2 separate regions of the Danio rerio genome follow, and region 1 is linked to region 2. Evidence: chromatin contacts called from public Micro-C data. All regions are on one chromosome and are shown on one strand. The core of a region is the stretch at or near the end of the contact, and the rest is flanking DNA. Distances in the headings are between cores, read along the strand shown.

Region 1 (3,821 bases), core at 918-3,417, 120 kb before region 2:
CTTGCTTTGGGTTCGTTCCTGCAGTGTCTTGAACTTCTTGTCTGTCTGATCCATTCCGCCATCCACCACCACGTAAGGCTGCACAGCACATTCTGAGAGTGCAGCAAAGAACTGTCGAACCAACACCGCAAACAAGTCGTAGTCTCCACCTCGTGCTTGATCCAATCCCGATTTGAAATACAATTGAAAATACAAACTACACCCATCTATTACAAGGCGGCAGTCTCGTAGTCTCATTTCTGTTAAAAACTGATGATTTCCTTCCACAAAACTTGTAAGTCCGTGAACCCCCATGATGCCACAGTAATGCTGTAAGAAAAAAAGACAAAAATGTCATCAATCATGAGGAATGCAAAACAATGCTTGTTTTTGAGGTAAATGTGCTACACCAACAGAAAGGGAAAGTTACATTTACAACATTCCTCATTGAATGCTTCAAGAAAGTCCTTACATCAGTAATGTTTTTTTAATTCAGCTAAAATAATAGGTTTTTATTATGTTACTTATTTCTTTTTTATCATACTATACTTATATTACTGGGGGCAGCACTGTGGCACGGTGGGTGGCACAATCGCCTCACAGCAAAAAGGTTGCTGGTTCGAGATTTATAAAGGGACTAGACGAAGCCGGAAAAAAATTAAAGATTGAATGACTTAAATTACTTGCATTTGTAGTAGTTTTATTTACCTTTCATCTATGATAATGTGGTTTCAAATGTTATTTCTCTTACCAGATAGAAAAAAATGTCTCTATGAGCAATTGTAATTTACTAAGCAGTTTTAAAAATGTGTACTTTTACTTTCCCTTAAGTACATTTTAGTGCTGTATTGGTACTTTTACTCCGCTACTTTCCTTCAACCTGCAGTCACTATTTTTTCTTGTCTATGGGGATAAGAAAACGCTCAACCTAAAATCAACAAAATATCAATGTCTAATGATGTTACAGCTTGACATTGTGAGGATGTTACCACTATGATGTCTATCATATGTTGGATTTTAGCTGCCATACCTGACGAATAATATGGCGTCAGTATTTGACGTCAATATGACATTGGTTTAAGATATTGGTTTGACAATGGATTTTGGTCACTTTCTAACACAAGCTAAAATCAACCAAATGTCAACGTCATTTGACGTTGTTATTTATACATTAAAAAATCATTGTCCTTAGATGCTAGCTAGACATTGAATTTTGGTCACCTGACATTACAACCTTCAGTTGAAGTTAGAATTATTAGCCTCGCTAAAAAAGCTGTACAGAAGTGTCTTGAGAAATATCAAGTAAAATATTGTTTACTGTCATCATGGCAAAGATAAAATAAATCAGTTACTAGAGATAAGTTATTAAAAATATTATGTTTACAAATGTGTTGGAAAAAAATCTTCTCTCCGTTAAACAGAAATTGGGGAAAAAAATAAACAGGGGAGCTAATAATTTTGACTTCAACTGTAAGTCTAACCCAATATTAGGGTCTTAGAACGTGTGCCTACTGAGTACTTTTGAAAGGTCTACTTTTTGCTCATAATTTGAGTATTATTTACAACAGATACTTATATACTACTAGGACTACATTTTGAAGAAGAAATTGTACTTTTACTTAAGTATGATTTTTCAGTACTCTTTCCACCACTTGATATACTTCAGTTAGAATTTCAAAGACTTCACTGACTGTCATTTTTTCTTCATTCCCCACTGTTGCAGAATGCAAACACAACGCTACTAACCTGAATTAAAATAACATAAGTATGGCAAAGATGGATAAGAAGAGTGGAAAAATCATTAAAATGTGCATAAAGTAAATAAATGTACAATTTACATTGTAAGACTATATTGTACTTTAGACCAATTCACATTGTAAGGCAAAGACACGTTGACACACAGATAGATGTACATGTATTTCACTGCAATTTACTAAAAAGTTTATACTATAAAACAATATATATCTTTCCAAATAGCATGTTTACTAAAATGTATTTTAAATAGCTATTTTTTCCGACATGTACAAATTTTATACATTGCTGCAATCCATTTTATAAAACAAGCACCAGTGCAACATTCACAGTTTCTTCTCTATTTAAAAAATATTAACAGCGTTTAGACAAATATCTCTTACTTGTTTATTCACCAGTGTGCAGATATCTTAAAGCACACCGTGCTTCCTGTACTGAGTCTGCCTCGCGTGTTTTTGGGTGTGACGGGTTTTTTCCAGCCCATCAGCGCCCTCTATGAAAACCGCCGCCAGCGACGAATACAAACAACTGAAAGAAAGATGGCGCTGTCGTCCCGCTGTGCAGTGTCAAAACAATTTCGATTAAAGGGATAGTTCACCCCCCAAAAGAATATTCTGTCATCATTTACTCAATCCCTTACCTGCTTTTTTAAATGTGAGATTCTTTCTTTTGTTAAAAACAAAAGATTATATTTTTTGAACAAGCTGGAAACCTGTAACCATCGACTTTCATAGTATTTTTTTTTTCTTAAAATAGAAGCAGAGATGGCAAAAGAACACACATCCTTTACTTAAAGTACAGATATTCACGTTTAAAACGACTCTGTTAAAAGTAGAAGTAGGCTACTGACAAGTAAAGAAGTACAACCTCAAAAATGTACAAAAGTAAACTAAATTGGCAGTAGTGTATAAGTGTGTGTGTGTGTAAATGTGAGTGTGTATGGGTGTTAACCAGTACTCGGTTGCAGCTGGAAGGGTATCCACTGTGAATAATATGCTGGAATAATTGGCGGTTCATTCTGCTGTGGCGACCTCTGATAAATCAGGGACAAAGCTAAAGGATATGAGTGAGAATAGGGAGGAACTAGTCCACACATCCTATTGATACATATAAAACTGACTCCAATTTTATGTTTGTTGCCAAATTTATGAAAGTAGCCAAGCAGCATCAAACTCTGCAAAATAGCCTAACAACATTGCTTAAAAACGCGGCCCTTGTATGATCACCCTAACGCAAACTCCCTGCATTTAGAATTTAGTTTTCTGCTGTTAGATCAAAAGCATCAGCTGCCATTCACGTTGATACACAAAAAATAATTCTGTAGACCTGTACTATGTTTATAAATGTCTTACATTTAACACTGAATTCTGTCTAAAATATAATGAATTTTTTTTCTTTTGCTAAAATAAATTCTTATCAAATTTGACTGCAAACTTTTTTTTTGCATTAGGCTAAAGCTGCTTATTTCTTCAAAGAGCAGCTCTAATATACACCCAGAAATAAAGGAAATAAACTGCAACGAGTAAATTTTTTCTAAAGTGTTTGATTGTTTAATTAATAAATGCACAAATCTTTACAAAAAACCACAAGGACAAAAGGCTTAAACATTTAAACGGCATGTTTTTGAACTGGAATGTGTCTCTCTTGTTTACCTGTGATCCAATCGAGCAAAAGGTGTCTAGACCCACGCAGAATCTGCGCGCGCAGAATTCCGCAGACTTTCTGCAGAATTCCCCAGATTTCTAGGCCATTATTTATTCTGTTTATTTACTTGAGTAAATCTAGGTTCATTCAGTTTTTAAATTAACTACAGTAATATTATTGACTAATATGTAAATGTTCATCTGATTTATGTACAATGCAGTTTGTAAAATAATATTTTCTTTCTTTTAGTAGAGATATTATATGAAACTTACTTTGTTTACTAAATAAAGTGACTATAATTGAATTTGCATTTTAAACATTAAAATATATTATTTTAATATATTATTACAATATTTTAATATATTATTACAGTTAAAATGTATTATTTTTTATTTCACATATTAATGTTTTAGGTTTGATACTCCCAAAATAATTCCACAGAAATT
Region 2 (4,113 bases), core at 1,089-3,588:
AGGACTTATTATCTGTCTCTATTGCCATCTTGTGGTAGAACTTCAACTATCACTTTCTTTCCTCTGCTCAGACAGGCTGATGGCGCCAATGAACTGAATCTGATGCGCCAAAATTATAAATATTTTAAAATAGGCTCTATCCTTATAAATAAACTGCATTCTTGACTAAAAAAATCCTTAAAAGTACATTATGTTGTCCAACAGCAGCAATATTTGTGAACTGTAGTGTCATCTATTTGTCGCTGTATGTGGGCGGAGTAACACACAAGGGTGAAGGGTGAAAAGGCTATGTTTTGAAAAGATTAACCATCCCCTCTACTTCATACACAGCAATAGTAATGTATAAAGTCTGTTTACTTTATACATTTGATAAAATGTGATCAATTCATGCAAGTTGATTACAATTTCTAGAATGATGCACACGTCTTTTTAATGCTTATATTTGGCGTCAACAGTGAAAGTTTTGGCTGATATTTTTTTGCTACCATAAACCATTATAAATGTATTAGCTTTCTATTCATTTATTTTCTTTTTGGCTTAGTCCCTATTTTAATCTGGGGTCTCCACAGGGGAATGAACCGCCAACTTATCCAGCATATGTGTTACGCAGCGAATGCCTTTCCAGCTGCAACCCATCACAGGGAAACATCCATACACTCTAACTCACTACGAACAATTTCAATAGTATTTGGATGAAGCCTTTATGATGCAAGCTGAGACACAATGCACTCCATGAAGTGGGTGACGTCACCGTGACTGGTAGGGTTAGGGGTGGGGTAGCTGGAACGGCATCTGCTGCGCAAAACATTTGTCTTAATAGTTGGAAGTTCATTCTGCTGTGGCAACATCTGAAATAGAGACTAAGCCAAAAGAAAATAAATAAATACATTTTACAACAGAAAAAGGACAGTGAATATGACAGTAAAGATGAGCAAAAGAGAAGGGAGTGGGATTAGCAATGTCCATGAGAAAGGAATCAATCTCCGCTTTACGCATTGACTTCATTTTAACTGGTTCGCAATATGAAAACTTGGTAAATGCTTTTTGAACTAATTTCTGAATGCCAGACACTATTAGGGCAGAAATATAAATAGTAAGAAGAAAATCTTCAATAGGATTCCGTCACCGTTGGTGCTTGGACCTCTAATAAAGGTGAACAAATTCCTTATTGGTTTGTGAAGACATAAGAGTGAGTAAATGAATGAAATAACTGTTTTGGGGTAAACTCAACTTTTCAAGGTTAACAGATCATAAATGTTGAAGTTGTGTATGGCAGAAGATCTGTTTATTTGGATATGCGTCATGTGTGTTTGGTGCCATGTTTAATGTTGTATTTTGTCAAATAGCTCATTCTTATTCCCACATGCATTCACAGAAATGATGAAACCTGTAAACATTCAGGACAAACTTGATAACTATTATTATTAACAAGGTGCTTTTTGTGTGATTTTATTGTTAGATTAATACTTTCACTGAAAATAAAGAACTTTAGAATTGTTTAGATGTGACTTGTTTATCAGTTCCTTGGACAAAAGGCAATCCATTTATCCAATTAAAAATAAGCTCATTATTATCACTTTAGGTTGCTACTTTATGCACACTTTTATATCACACTGTATGCAAATTTGATTAAAAATTTGTCTTAATGTTGGCAAATTAAAAACTACATTGTATATTAAAATCTCTCAATGTTAATAATGTACATGTTACAAGTGATAGATTTACTGTAGCACCTAAACTACAACCATTCTCTACAAAACACTTCAGTGTGCAATTCTGCTCAAGCCAAAAGCATCTTACAAAGAAAAAGTAGGTCAGTTGCTCTCTCAGCGTTCACTCCATCAAAGCAAGTCAAAGAACTGCATGCACAGACTGCTGAAATAAAAGAGTAAAATTGCTCTTGAAATCACTACCAAGACAAAAATATTAGCAACAAGTACACTGAGCCTGTGTTCTGTGTTAGCCATTTTCATGTTTACATGCAGAGTGATTAATCGATACCGTGTTCAATAATAGATTCCAGGCAGTCACCATTACGCATGTCAACTATGTGACCTTATTCTAGACCCTAGCTGTTTCTCTGACCGGTTTATTAGTACAGTTTAAAGAGTATGTATGTTTTGAGAAAAAAAAAATATGTCTCTCCAAATAGGTTAGAGTGAATATGACAATATGAGCACCCAGTTTATTAAAAGCTGGATCTGTGTGTGGTTTTTTCTTTGTGCCTGAAGCTAACGAAGCTTACTGATTTCATCTAGACAGATCCAGTAGGCTATGAACACAGACACCCACTGACAAACTCTTAACCACACGAACACAAGCAGACAGTGCCATCATGTGGCCATGGTAAGTCAGTGGTGCTTTCAAAACTCTCTGAGCAAATTACACAAGCTGTTATTGGGGTGGTGGACCTTTTCAAAAGAAACACATCTGTATCTAAAAAGGGTCCAAACCAATCGGCAACCTCCCGCTCTCCCTCGTGGAGAAATGCGGAAGTAACTAAAACTACAATTCATCGAAATTCCCCTAGTCCTGGCTCCATATAGAGCAAATTTCTATTGACACCACTGTTAAAATGGCCAACTTTTAAAGCAGAAAAAAAGTGTTTATAGCTTGGTACAAAGAACGATTTTGGTTTAAATAGCTAATTGTACCCTTCATTACAACTGAGGGTGATTTTTATATATATATAACTCATCTGTTTAATTTATAAGTTATATTAAGTCTGCATAATTAAGCGTGTGGCCACTTGAGTGACAGCTAGGTCTCGCTGGTTGCTGTCACTTCACCTCAGCTTATTCCGGCTGATTAGCAGCTGAGCTCGGAATATACATCATATTTTTGTTTTGTTCTGTGACTTTACACAGTCAATTCCCTTTTGGAATTATTCTTGCAATTATCAGATGATATGGCATACTTAATTGTGCTTACAAACCATTGACGTGGCCTTTATTTCCCAGGTGAGTAAAATTATATACTTATATAGCTACATCTCTATAAATTAATTTGTTTTATTTAAAATCATTTATCATTTATGTTTTTCTTTACACCTTGAATGCACTCCAGAATCCGACAAATTGATTAGCTGTATAGGCTCTAAAACAGTCATCTGAAACATCATCAGGCATGTTTTGTGCCTGGATTTCTAAAATAGCCTTGCATTTACTAACACTATATTTAACTATATTATGTGTTTTAAAGTAATTTGCATTTCATAAGAACAATTCCTAGAGGCTCAGTGTTTTACAACAGTGTTTTTAAAAGTCTAAACACTTTATTGATATAGTGTACAACCAAGCACATGAGGTCAGAACACAAATAAGTCGCAGGTAATGAAGTATTGAGCATTTCTCCCAAAGAAAAGCCCATTTAAGCAAAATGCTAGCAGATTTCTGTAGCTCCACTCACGCTCCGCCTCTAGTTTAGTATCCTAGTCAGTGAAATGATGCGTGAACAAAATAGCGACAGTTAGCCATGCCTACTTGTAGCTTCTTTTGCGTTTTTCAGAAACCTATGGGCAGGGCCACATGGAATCTGGGGACGTTTTTGCTATCACTGCAGAGAATTTTGGTAAAAGTCTGCGGATTTCTGTGGAATTATTTTGGGAGTATCATAACTAAAACTTTAATATGTAAAATAAAAAATAATATCTGTTTAACATGTATTAAATGTTTAAAATCCAAATCCAATTAGATTCACTTTATTTGGTAAATAAAACAAGTTTGTCATATAATATATCTAGCAAAAGACAGAAAATATTACTGTACAAACATTTTCACATTAGCCAATAATATTACTGAAATTAATTAAAAAAAACTGAATAAACATAAATTTACACACATTTACTCAAGTAAATAAAAATAATTAATGATGAGCTAAAAATCTGTGAAAATATCTGCAGAATTCTGCGCGGGCAGATTCCGGTTGGGCCTACCTATGGATGACATAAGGGATACAATGTCCATATCTTTTACAGTCTATGATCCAAACAGATACATTAAATCAGAGGTGGTCTTGGAGGACCGTTATCCTGCATATTTTAGTTCTAACCCCAATGAAATTATGAATGAATTGAATGAATGAATTAAACCAGCTAATCAAGCTTTTTCTCGG

Evidence for each region. A called contact is a pair of places that touch in the nucleus more often than the background predicts.
Region 1: a Micro-C map of caudal fin shows a contact between it and region 2, with 5 times the contacts expected there. The contact joins the promoter of aste1b here to the enhancer-like site in region 2. A contact is called at or near these places in 2 of 18 Hi-C or Micro-C datasets (caudal fin and embryo).

The regions. Positions count from the first base shown.
Region 1 is chr19:21,656,312-21,660,132 of GRCz12tu, reverse strand. aste1b (asteroid homolog 1b) reads right to left here and starts at 2,167. Exons shown (of 4, transcript XM_073931643.1): 1 at 2,115-2,167; 2 at 1-309. The coding sequence starts at 294.
Region 2 is chr19:21,531,561-21,535,673 of GRCz12tu, reverse strand. It overlaps a transcript of ptpn23b not described here and a transcript of cspg5b not described here. Among named protein-coding and RNA genes, the nearest start is that of ptpn23b, 34 kb to the right of the region's middle. Within about 2 kb of position 2,338, at least 3 of the 62 cell types and tissues checked have an H3K27ac peak or open chromatin away from gene starts, as enhancers often do.